3 separate regions of the Mus musculus genome follow, and all the other regions are linked to region 2. The links are chromatin contacts, called in public Hi-C maps. All regions are on one chromosome and are shown on one strand. The core of a region is the stretch at or near the end of the contact, and the rest is flanking DNA. Distances in the headings are between cores, read along the strand shown. Region 1 overlaps Mctp1 (multiple C2 domains, transmembrane 1). Region 2 overlaps Mctp1 (multiple C2 domains, transmembrane 1). Region 3 overlaps Mctp1 (multiple C2 domains, transmembrane 1).

Region 1 (3,231 bases), core at 219-2,718, 99 kb before region 2:
ACTTAGCTGTAGAAGAAGTCTAGACTGGTGAGAAAAGACTGTGTGTGAGATCCCTCCTAGTGGGGTTAATAGGATGAGAAATCCATGTGGCATGGGCAGTAATACAATTCACATTCTCACTAGATAAACTGGGCTTAAATCCAGACATACCTGAGGATGTAACTAAATGTTAGACACCCTGGGTAGACCTCCAGTGCAACAGGAAGAAGAAGAAGAAGAAGAAGAAGAAGAAGAAGAAGAAGAAGAAGAAGAAGAAGAAGAAGAAGAAGAAGAAGAAGAAGAAGAAGAAGAAGAAGAAGAAGAAGAAGAAGAAGAAAAGTATACTTCCAATCTTCTGGTTCACACATACTTTGTGACCTTGAGTAATGTTGTTTTGCTGTGTTGTTTTGTTTGTTTTACATTAGCTTTCTCTACCCAAAGTGAGAATGCAAATCCTCTCTATGGAATAAACAGGATGTGTCCTCAATATCTGTACTCAGCACTCTGCCTATGATCATAATTCAAGCACACAGTAGTCTAGCAGTCTGTGGTGCCATCAATTCATGTTAGACAGTCAAGAAAAGAAAAAAGCTTGCAGTGTGCAGTGGAAATCTGACTAGCAGAGTGATCTTCTGGAACGTTGCTTACAGGATCCTGTTTGTATTTCCTTGAACGTCTGTAATTGCTTTCCTGAGTGTTTATCCAGTTAAGATTAGTAGGGTAGGACTTATTGTCCTACAGAACTGACAGGACGCTGCTTAATCCTGCTTTTGCTAGGAAGTCGGGACAGCATGGATGGTTTACTCTTGGATGGGAAGGATGAGTCCAGAAGTAAAGCATCAATCTGCTGGCTGTTCTGTCAGTAAGCACACATACACATACATACACATACACGTACACGCACATGCACACGCATATGTATACACACACACACACAAACACACATACACAAACACACAAATACACATACATACACATACACGTACACGCACATGCACACGAATATACATACACACGCACACACACAAACACACATACACAAACACACAAATACACATACATACACATACACGTACACACACATGCACACGAATATACATACACACGCACACACACAAACACACACACACACATACACAAACACACACATACACATACATACACATGCACACATACACACACACACACACACACACACACACAGAAAACTATAATGAATGCCTTCATATTAACATCTCTTGGATTTATTGACATTTCTCTGGCTTTCTAACATATGAATTAGGAGCCCAACAGAGGAGTAAAATATATAACCTCACCTCTGCCATTGCCAGATTTTAATAAAACTCTAGTCAGTGTTATGACTTATTTAAGAAAAGCTTATTTGCATAGTCATGGTGACATCATTCTGCTATTCTAGCTTTTAGAAATATTAGTCAGTATTGGCCACATTTCCAGAGAGCAAAGCTCTTGTCCACAATGCCTCTACCTCACATGCACACTTCCTTTTCAGCCCTTCCCCTCCTGGCATTCAAGGGCACAGAAGTGTTTACTCAAGAGCTTATGTGCTAGAAAATATGAGGTCACAGGTAGAACTCAGAATGGACATAATACATCCTCAAAAATAACAAAATGTAAGGAAAACTGAGTGACACTGTAATGGTCTGAAAATTGCTGAGGTAAGACCCCAGACTCAGATGGTATGCAAAGACAAAGAGTGGTTATTCTGCAAAAACAACCAGCATGCAGGGGTGAACAATTATTTGAAATGGCCTTCATGCAGGGAACTCTATTGAAGGATTATGTAATGTAAACTTTTATTGGTGGGTGCTAGGGGGTCACAGGTGGTCAGTGGTCTGCATTCCTATGTCATGAATGTTTTAACCATAGGTTGAGATAGGGCTTCCCAGTACAGATGACCCATCTTGAGATAAGATACTTCCCCATTTTTGTGGTTATCCCCAGGATGTTCTTTGCAAGAGGGTTTTATGATCTTGTTCAGGATTTTATGGTCTGTCCCTGCAGCTGATGTCGTATGGCCTAATCTCTGGGACTTATGGTCTGTTCCTGGAACTGGTGCTTTACAGCCCCATTTTTCCCCCTCAAAACAGGCCTGGTCCTTAAATGGAGACAAATGGGTTTATGTTGTCCTTTCAACACATGACAAAGTACAAGACAATCCAGGGTATGATAGAGAAGCTAGTGGTCAGCTTCTTATAGTCTTCTATAAGAAAGCACCTTTAAGCTGGGACTAGAAATATGTAGAGCTAATTTTGCTTTATCCATTATTTGGGAATTAGTTAATGAAAAAAGTTAATGAAATGGATGTGATATATCTAGCACAGTGCCTAGCACAGAAGGTGTAGTGACTGAAGTTGTTAGCCTGTGAGACTGTGGCTTACAGGCTGTAGGTACTGCCTCTGGCTCTGCCTTGGTGAGGTGTAGGTTCAGCTGAGGTTAGCTGAGGACCACCGTGGCTCTGCCTTTGTGGCTGGCTCTTACTGAGTGTTCTCTGTGCATGGATTTCTGCTTCATTCAGTATTTCTTGCAGAGATGCATACCTTGTCCCTCTCCTTTCTTGTGTTCTAGTCCCCCTTTGTTTGGCTCTGGTTCTCTGCTTCCACTGGGAGTGTATACATTCATCTGGAATTCCAACCCAACAGGCTTTCTCTTGTACATGACATTCCTGTCTCTCCAGCGATGGGTCAGACTCTGCTTTGTTCCATCCTTGGGCATCTTAACTAGTCAGGCCTTGTTCACACAGTCCCCAGCTAGGATCGAAATGAGTTTAACTTCTCCTAAGGCTTTGCAGTTCCTACTTCTTTATTTTCTCCTCCTATCTCAAACTCTAGTTTTATTTGCTTGCTTGTTTTTGTTTTTTTGAGATAAAAATCATGCTATGAAATCTAGAATGGACTAGAATACACTGTGTAGCCTAACTAGCCTCTCATGTACATTCCTCCTTCCTCAGAACACCAGTCATGAGTGCTGGGATGGAAGGCATACATCACAACACTCATCTTTGTGATTCCTGCTTGCGTGCTCACTTGCAGAGTGATGGAGTTAACACCAGATGATTTCTCAAACTATACTCCAGCTCTGCCAATTTAGCCCTGTCACCAGGCCCCTTATCTCTGGTGACTGCCTTGTGGGTAGTAGATGAGATTTCAGTCCCTTGCTCCCTGGTGAAGCATGTGTCTCGCCACTGGTCAGTGGAGCTTGGGTAGCAGGAAGTGGGGAAGCTGCACTTGTCAT
Region 2 (3,354 bases), core at 555-3,054:
GTTTTTAGAAGCAAAATTATCCACAAGAACCTAAATCCTGTGTGGGAGGAAAAGGCTTGCGTGCTCATTGACCATCTTAGAGAGCCACTATATATCAAGGTGAGCTATTTCTTTACTTTTCCGCTAAGAAATCTGACACAGAAATCTTTGTTAATGGTTGTTTCTCACGTGTCTGAAGAGACTCTTCCCCAGTGACTACTACTAACAGTTTTCATCCAAGATGAAATGGAGGGGAGAGGACACTGATTTGTAACATTTCTGTGGGTAGACATTTAGGACAACTTGAAACTCATCTCCTGATTTGTGCTGTCAACTGACCTAGTGTAGTTTGGGAACACGTGAAAATATTATAAGTTTCCAAATAATCTAGCATGAAGGAAACCAGCATTTCTGGCTTTTTTTCTGTTTGTTTGTTTAATTGTGGTATTTATGGTTTTCTTGTGGGAGCCACAGGTTATGAGGGCTGTGGCTTTCTCTTCTCACCTTAGGATAGATTCACCCAATAGTATAAAGTTTTCCCAAAATTCGGAATCCCTTTCACAAAAATGTCACTTCCCCTGTTGTGTCCAAAGCTTCTATTTAACCAAATATTATGAATATATGTATATCATCTTTGCGCAAAACAATAGATAGCATTGTGTTAATGTTGAATTAGTAGATTCACAGACTAGTGCTTAATCTTAGTTCAGATTTCAAGTTCAAAGTAGCAGAACTCACTGATCTGGCAGTTTACTTCTTGAAATGTGTATAGAGGATGCCACATGTGTGCACTGACCAAAATCTAGCAGTATTGATACCTGTTAACACAAGTGACATCCCATTTTCTCTGCCTACCAGCTCTGGCCTACTGTCCATGGTTGTATCTAAAGGCCATTATTCTGAGAAAGTTCCTGAGGCTCCTTTGGCAGTAGATGATAAAGATAAGTACTTAAGAAACAAACAACAGCAAGAAAGCCCAACAAGACTACTTTGCTTTTAATGAAACTTAGCACTTCCTCTTCAAGCAAGATGACTTTAACTGAGGTCACCAACCCCCACGTAAAAAGCCAGAAGTGGCTATATGCATTTGTAACCTCGGTTCATGGGGATGAAGATAGGCAGAACTCCAGAGATCACTGGCAAACCAAACTAGTCAAAACATCAAGTTTCAGGTCCCATGGAGAAAAAAAAAACATATCTCACATATATATATATACACATATATATATATGTATATGTATATATATACATACATACATACACACACATATATATATTTATATTTATGTGAATGGACAGAATAAATACCTATGCACATACATATGTACATACATGTATACATACATATAGTAGAGAGAAATTAAAGAATATACTGCCTGATGTCAACCTTTGGCCTCTGCAGATACATATATGGGTATGTGCACCACATATGCACACACATACACACACACACACACACACACACACACACAAGTAAGTATGCATCCAGTAGTTTAGCAAAAAGCTAAAATAATAAAATAAATAAAATAAAATTAAGAAAAATAAAAAAGGAAAGAAAGTTAAGCTCTTTAATGGTATAAAAAAGGCCCATGCCTTGTAATAAATGAGATCTGGCAAGTACATAATGAGGAATCTTCTTCCTTTCTAGCTCAGGGGACCATATATGACCTGCAATGAAGTTAATGGAATCATTAGGCCTTAGAAACATTCCTGGAATTTCTCTGCTTCATGTAAACAAACAATAGTTTGAACTTGCTCCTAGTGGGCATTGGGACAGCTCTGCATTAGATATGAAACCACTTGCCATGAGCTAAGTGAATTGTGTAATGCTTGGTACAGAATAATTTCCTTCCTGGTGACTAAACACTCCCATGCTCACAATGTTCAATATAGCCTTGAACCAAGACTCAAAACAATCAAAGATCTCTTTACATATCACACTGTAGAGTCCTGATAAAGAATCTACTTGTAGGGTTAGATATTTTTTTATCAACCTATTTTTAATAAGGGTTTTAAATGCTTTAACACCCCATTCTACCCACTGTCTAAAGATGGGGGAGAAAAGATGGTAAAAAGGACAAGGGGACATGGACCTGTTTAGAAGTACTTCTTTGGGGGTGATTCAAATCTTCATTGTCGGGATACCAAACAAGAATAGCAGTGGTGGCAAGATCCAGCAGAAACAGCCAAATCAGCACAAGTCAGTGGGAGCAACCAGAACCAGCCTGTGCACCAGAAGTACTCTGCTGTCCCTCTTTCAACCAAGTAAAGATTAACAAAGATGTGAGACCATTGAAGCATTGCAAGACTTGCTATGCAAGTACCACTTCACTGTCTGCTAGGTGCTATTTATATTCTCTCCAAACATCATGTGTCTTCCTCGTATGAGTCTGTATCACATGACACAACCAAAAACTTCTACCTCACCTACTGAAAAAGAACAAGAATCATATTGAAAGTAAGCCCAAATACAAAGACCATATGTTTCACCAGACAAGAAATTACCATTGTCCAAATGAGGGTTAAAGGAAGGTCCATAGGCAAGACAGTGGGATGGGTGGGCATGGCAGCACTTGGGAGACAGGAACAGGAGGATCACCGCAAGTTTGAGACCAAATTTGTTTACATAGTGAGCTCTAGGCTATCAAGGGCAATTACAAAGGCCTGTCTCTAAAGAACAACAAAACCCCAAAGCCTTAAAACTAGAGGAGAATACTGTACATGTTAAGTACAGAAAGCCTTACAGGATAAAAAGCTATCAGGAAACTAGTATTTGAAATGAAATCGACTGTATAATAGAGAAACTTACTATATCTACTCAAGTTATTCATTCTATAAATATAAAATAATTTAGGAGAGGTATTTATTTATTTATTGGATATTTTCTTTATTTATATTTCACCTTTCCTAGTTCCCCCCTTCCCCAGTTCACCCCTATCCCATCTCCCCTCCCCCTGCTTCTATAAGAGTGTTCCCCCACCCACCCACCCACCTTCCTACCTTCCGATTTTCCTACACTGTGGCATCGAGCCTTCACAGGACCAAGGGCCTCTCCTCCCAGTGATGTCCAACAAGGCCTTCCTCTGCTACATATGCTGCTGGAGCCATGTGTCCCTCCATGTGTACCCCTTGGTTGGTGGTTTAACCTAAAGCTCTGGGAGGTCTGGTTGGTTGATATTGTTGTTCTTCCTATGGGGTTGCAAATCCCTTCAGCTCTTTCAGTCCTTTATAAGTCCCCTTCTAAGACCTCTATTTAAAGTGAGTTGATTAATTTATTTTAGGAGTATATTTGTCTCTGTGCCCTGCAGACTTCAGAGCCCCACTCATATTTTTCTGGAGTCATTTAGTATGTGGACATCTATTGAAGTTTCAGCT
Region 3 (3,541 bases), core at 957-3,456, 120 kb before region 2:
AAAATCTAGAGTATGACTTGGGCAGATTTGTCTTCTAAAAATTCATGAAAAATGAAGAGAAGTAGAAGACAGGAGACAAGGAAAATGAGAAGTATTGTCTACTGCTGAGTAATACCATAGCCTGGGAACTTTACAGTATCAATCATTTATTTTGTTGGGTGAGGCTGGAGGCCAGATGGCCTCTTCTTCTCCATGCAAGCCTTTTCTCTTCAGAATAGCCTGTTTGAGTCTCTTGCTAGTTGGTGCTGTTCACCAGCAGGGCTCAGCTTGTGCCTTGGGCTGAAATCCAGGTTCTCCATACAGGCTTTCATATGCACTCTTGAGTTCCCTGTGGCACAGCAGCTGAATTCTAAAAACAGCCCTCAGGAGAACCAGGTGGAGACTGTACCAGCCTTTGGAACTAGCTTCAAATTCAAATGGTATCATTTTGCTATAGTGACAATCATGACTCCTCCTTTAGAGAAAAGGAATACAGATAACTTTTGACAGAATGAGTCAGTCACATTATGAGAAAAATACATGATATTGGAGACATTTTTGGTGCCCATCTTTAGAAATTATATCTTCTATAATTAACAGAGCAACTATAACTTAACACTTCTCATACACCAAACCTCAGTTGGCAAACTCTACTATTTTAAAATTTATGATCTAAGGCTCCTTAGGTACAGGATGCTAAGTCCAGCTTCTAAAGAACTGACCATGAGTGATATTACCAATCAGTCCTCTTCCATCCCCAGCTCCCAGGAGCAGGACATGCACGGGGAGCTGCTATCCCCAAAGTTCTGACTCCTAAGCATTAGCCTTTGAGTCAGCCTTTACATTCCACATATAAAGGCCATGAGCTCAACATCCCTAAGTGTGCCCCTAAATGTCCTTCTCAGCCTCCTCACTAAGAGAACACTGTATGTTTTTCCATTTTGTTTTGTTTCCTCCTTAATATAATATGATGGTTCTTGCACTTGACTCCTTAACATTTTCGTTATTTAAGAAACATTTAACTAGGAAAAAAAAAGAGAAACATTTAACTATTTCTTAAACATTTTCTAAAATATTTAGTGGTGTTTCTCTAAGTCTCCACCCACCAACACCCTTACAATGAGTCCTTTTCTACTTTACTGATCTCAGGATTGAGATTGTCAAGTTACTTAGATACTCAAGGGTTTAAGCAAGAGGGTTTGTGACACTTATTCCTAAGCATCTTAGGGAGGTCGGTAGTCCCTTGCCAATGCGAATAATTAGAAGAGACACTGGCTTAGACTTTTCTGAAAATCTTAGTAAAAAGCCTCAATAACGATTGGTTGAAATCTTTGGCTTAAGGCTGTTTTTGCTGTTAAGAATAGTTTGTTGTCTGAAGAGGCTAGCAGTAAAGAACTGTCTCTTTGTGTTTTAGACCCAGCAACCTGCTTTATAGCTCAAGTTTTTTCTTTTCTTTTTCCACAATAGACAGAAAAAAAAAAAGAATCCAGAAACAAACATAAAAGTGTCCTCTTTAGGTAAATGTCTATGTTACATGTTCCCACTAAAGAGTGTTGCCAGATATAATGAGGAGCCCTTTCCTTCCAGTGTCCTGAGCTTTTTATTACTTTCTTTTGAGCCCCGGTAATCGTTGGGAACCTACAACAAAGTCCTGCTAACATCTCTGGCACTTGTGGAAAGTCTTTGCATGCCCCCCTCACTGCCTGTCCCAAAATTTTCTAAGTTCCCTAGTTTTCTGTTACAGTAGACCTCACCTCTGCTTTAGGCCTACTGCTCTGTAACAAATAACCTGTAATTTAGACTCTCAAAGCTACCATTACACTTTGCTCTTAATCTTGGGAATTAGGAGTATGTGAAAGCTTTGCCCAGAAAGCCCTCGCTCATTGTTTTCCATACAATTGAATTTAGATGGAGCCTGGAGAATGAATGTTGTGGGACAAGCTAGGAAAGCTCCTGATGTCCTGTCTAGAGTACCTCTTACATTCTCTAGTCTCTGGGATTCTCCATAAAGGTCATTTCAGTGAACAAGGTAGTAGTTGCAGAACATTGTAAGATCATGCCCTGAGAAACATGTGGCAGTGTTTCTGTCAACCTTAGTCAGAATAGAATCAAAGTTCAGCTTGGTTTCAAAGGGAAGGGGAAGACATTGATGTCATCTCTAGAGGATCATCATAAAATATCAGACCTGTTTGTAAAAACTGTAGTCATTCATGGAGGAAATTACATATGGGGAAGTATCAAGGACCTAAAGTGAGTCACGAGAGTTAGAGGTATATAGCTCATAGAAAGTACGGACCATGGAGACTGATTAGATCACTGTTGTAAGAGAAGGGTTCTGGTTTAATTCTGTCTATTTGATTTCGGCATTCCATAGAAATAAGGAAGTTCAAGATAAGTTTCTTTATAGCAGAGAAGTGGGGAGTAGTTGTGCTGATAAATAGAATTTCAGCCAGGCCTAGCTTGAGATGCAAGGAACACCTTTATATAGAGATGTCTAGGAAATAGTTTATAGTTTCTAAGTTCATCTGGATAAAGCTAAGTTTATTAGTAGATTTTGAATCCTTAATGTCCAGTTTAGAGGGCCCAGTAAGTTTCAATGTACATGTAGATGTAATTCCTATTTGGGGTAGAGATAGAGATATAGGAGTACTAACATAGGGATAGTAATTAATCCTGTAATCATGGATAGAATTTCACTATGAGAATACAAAGCAGATGTCCATTTAGGCTGAGCTGAGTATAAACAGTCTAAGCATTAGGGACTGTGTTTTTAAAACATTTTACATGGTCTTTGAAAGCAAGAAAATTTGACCAAATAAACCTTGTAATCCCATAGAACAAATGAGCAGAGTGCCCTCTGATAGGCAATTGGCCATTCTCAGATGTGTCTCTTCTATGTTTTTACCTCCCAGACACCTCACATAGAGCTTCAGATTTCCTGATTTCTTGCAAAAGAAGCAGAGCCTGAGACTGACTATGAAATAGCAGTACAGAGGGGGCAGAAAAAAAAAAAACACACCAAGGAGTGAGAAGGAGAAACTAGAGAATTAGTGAAGAATATATATAAAATACAACTTCTACTTCATTTGTCAAAGTTACTAGTATATAATTTTTTTAAAATGAGGCATCAGGCAAATGAAGCTAATTTATACTTATTACCTTTTAAAAAAAATTTTCTATAATGCAGATGAGGATCATAACAAACAGTATGAGCCAAAGTAGAGACATAATTTATGTTTATAAAATATGATTTTAAAACATGCCATCTTTTAAAAAACTATAATATTTATTTTACTTTTTTATTTATCTTTCTCTCCTGGGTTACAACCCAACTGCAGTTTCTCCCTCTTCTACCCCTATTCCCCCCCCCATTCCTTCCTCTTGGTCAGAAAAGGGCAGGCTTCCGAGGGATTTCAACTAAACAAGGTATATCAAGTTGCAATAGACTAAGTACCTTCACTTCTATTAAGGGTGGTCAACACAACCCAGTAGGAGGAAAAAGGTCCCAAAGGCAAGCAAAAGAGTCAGAGACAGCCCAACTTTGACTGGTCCCACAAGAAAA

Evidence for each region. Hi-C and Micro-C count contacts between places; a contact is called where the count stands out from the background.
Region 1: a contact with region 2 is called in a Hi-C map of bone marrow-derived macrophages, with 3 times the contacts expected there. The contact joins two enhancer-like sites. A contact is called at or near these places in 1 of 39 promoter capture datasets (the C10 cell line), 6 of 484 Hi-C or Micro-C datasets (the C10 cell line, bone marrow-derived macrophages, erythroblasts and 2 more), 2 of 115 datasets of contacts at active chromatin or transcription factors (both in bone marrow-derived macrophages) and 1 of 9 other capture datasets (pancreatic islet).
Region 3: a Hi-C map of bone marrow-derived macrophages shows a contact between it and region 2, with 3 times the contacts expected there. The contact joins two enhancer-like sites. A contact is called at or near these places in 13 of 484 Hi-C or Micro-C datasets (the HPC-5 cell line, bone marrow-derived dendritic cells, bone marrow-derived macrophages and 8 more), 3 of 115 datasets of contacts at active chromatin or transcription factors (the 230-238 cell line, bone marrow-derived dendritic cells and bone marrow-derived macrophages) and 1 of 9 other capture datasets (adipose tissue).

What each region holds. Positions count from the first base shown.
Region 1 is chr13:76,589,958-76,593,188 of GRCm38.p6, forward strand. All of the region lies in intron 1 of Mctp1 (multiple C2 domains, transmembrane 1), which reads left to right. Among named protein-coding and RNA genes, the nearest start is that of Gm24519, 13 kb to the right of the region's middle. Within about 2 kb of position 1,469, at least 34 of the 459 cell types and tissues checked have an H3K27ac peak or open chromatin away from gene starts, as enhancers often do. A contact at or near this core is called in bone marrow-derived macrophages, where this site is marked.
Region 2 is chr13:76,688,532-76,691,885 of GRCm38.p6, forward strand. It overlaps Mctp1 (multiple C2 domains, transmembrane 1), which reads left to right. Exons shown (of 21, transcript NM_030174.3): 3 at 1-99. Among named protein-coding and RNA genes, the nearest start is that of Gm24519, 86 kb to the left of the region's middle. Within about 2 kb of position 1,805, at least 3 of the 459 cell types and tissues checked have an H3K27ac peak or open chromatin away from gene starts, as enhancers often do. A contact at or near this core is called in bone marrow-derived macrophages, where this site is marked.
Region 3 is chr13:76,563,970-76,567,510 of GRCm38.p6, forward strand. The region is part of intron 1 of Mctp1 (multiple C2 domains, transmembrane 1); the gene reads left to right. Among named protein-coding and RNA genes, the nearest start is that of Gm24519, 39 kb to the right of the region's middle. Within about 2 kb of position 2,207, at least 4 of the 459 cell types and tissues checked have an H3K27ac peak or open chromatin away from gene starts, as enhancers often do. A contact at or near this core is called in bone marrow-derived macrophages, where this site is marked.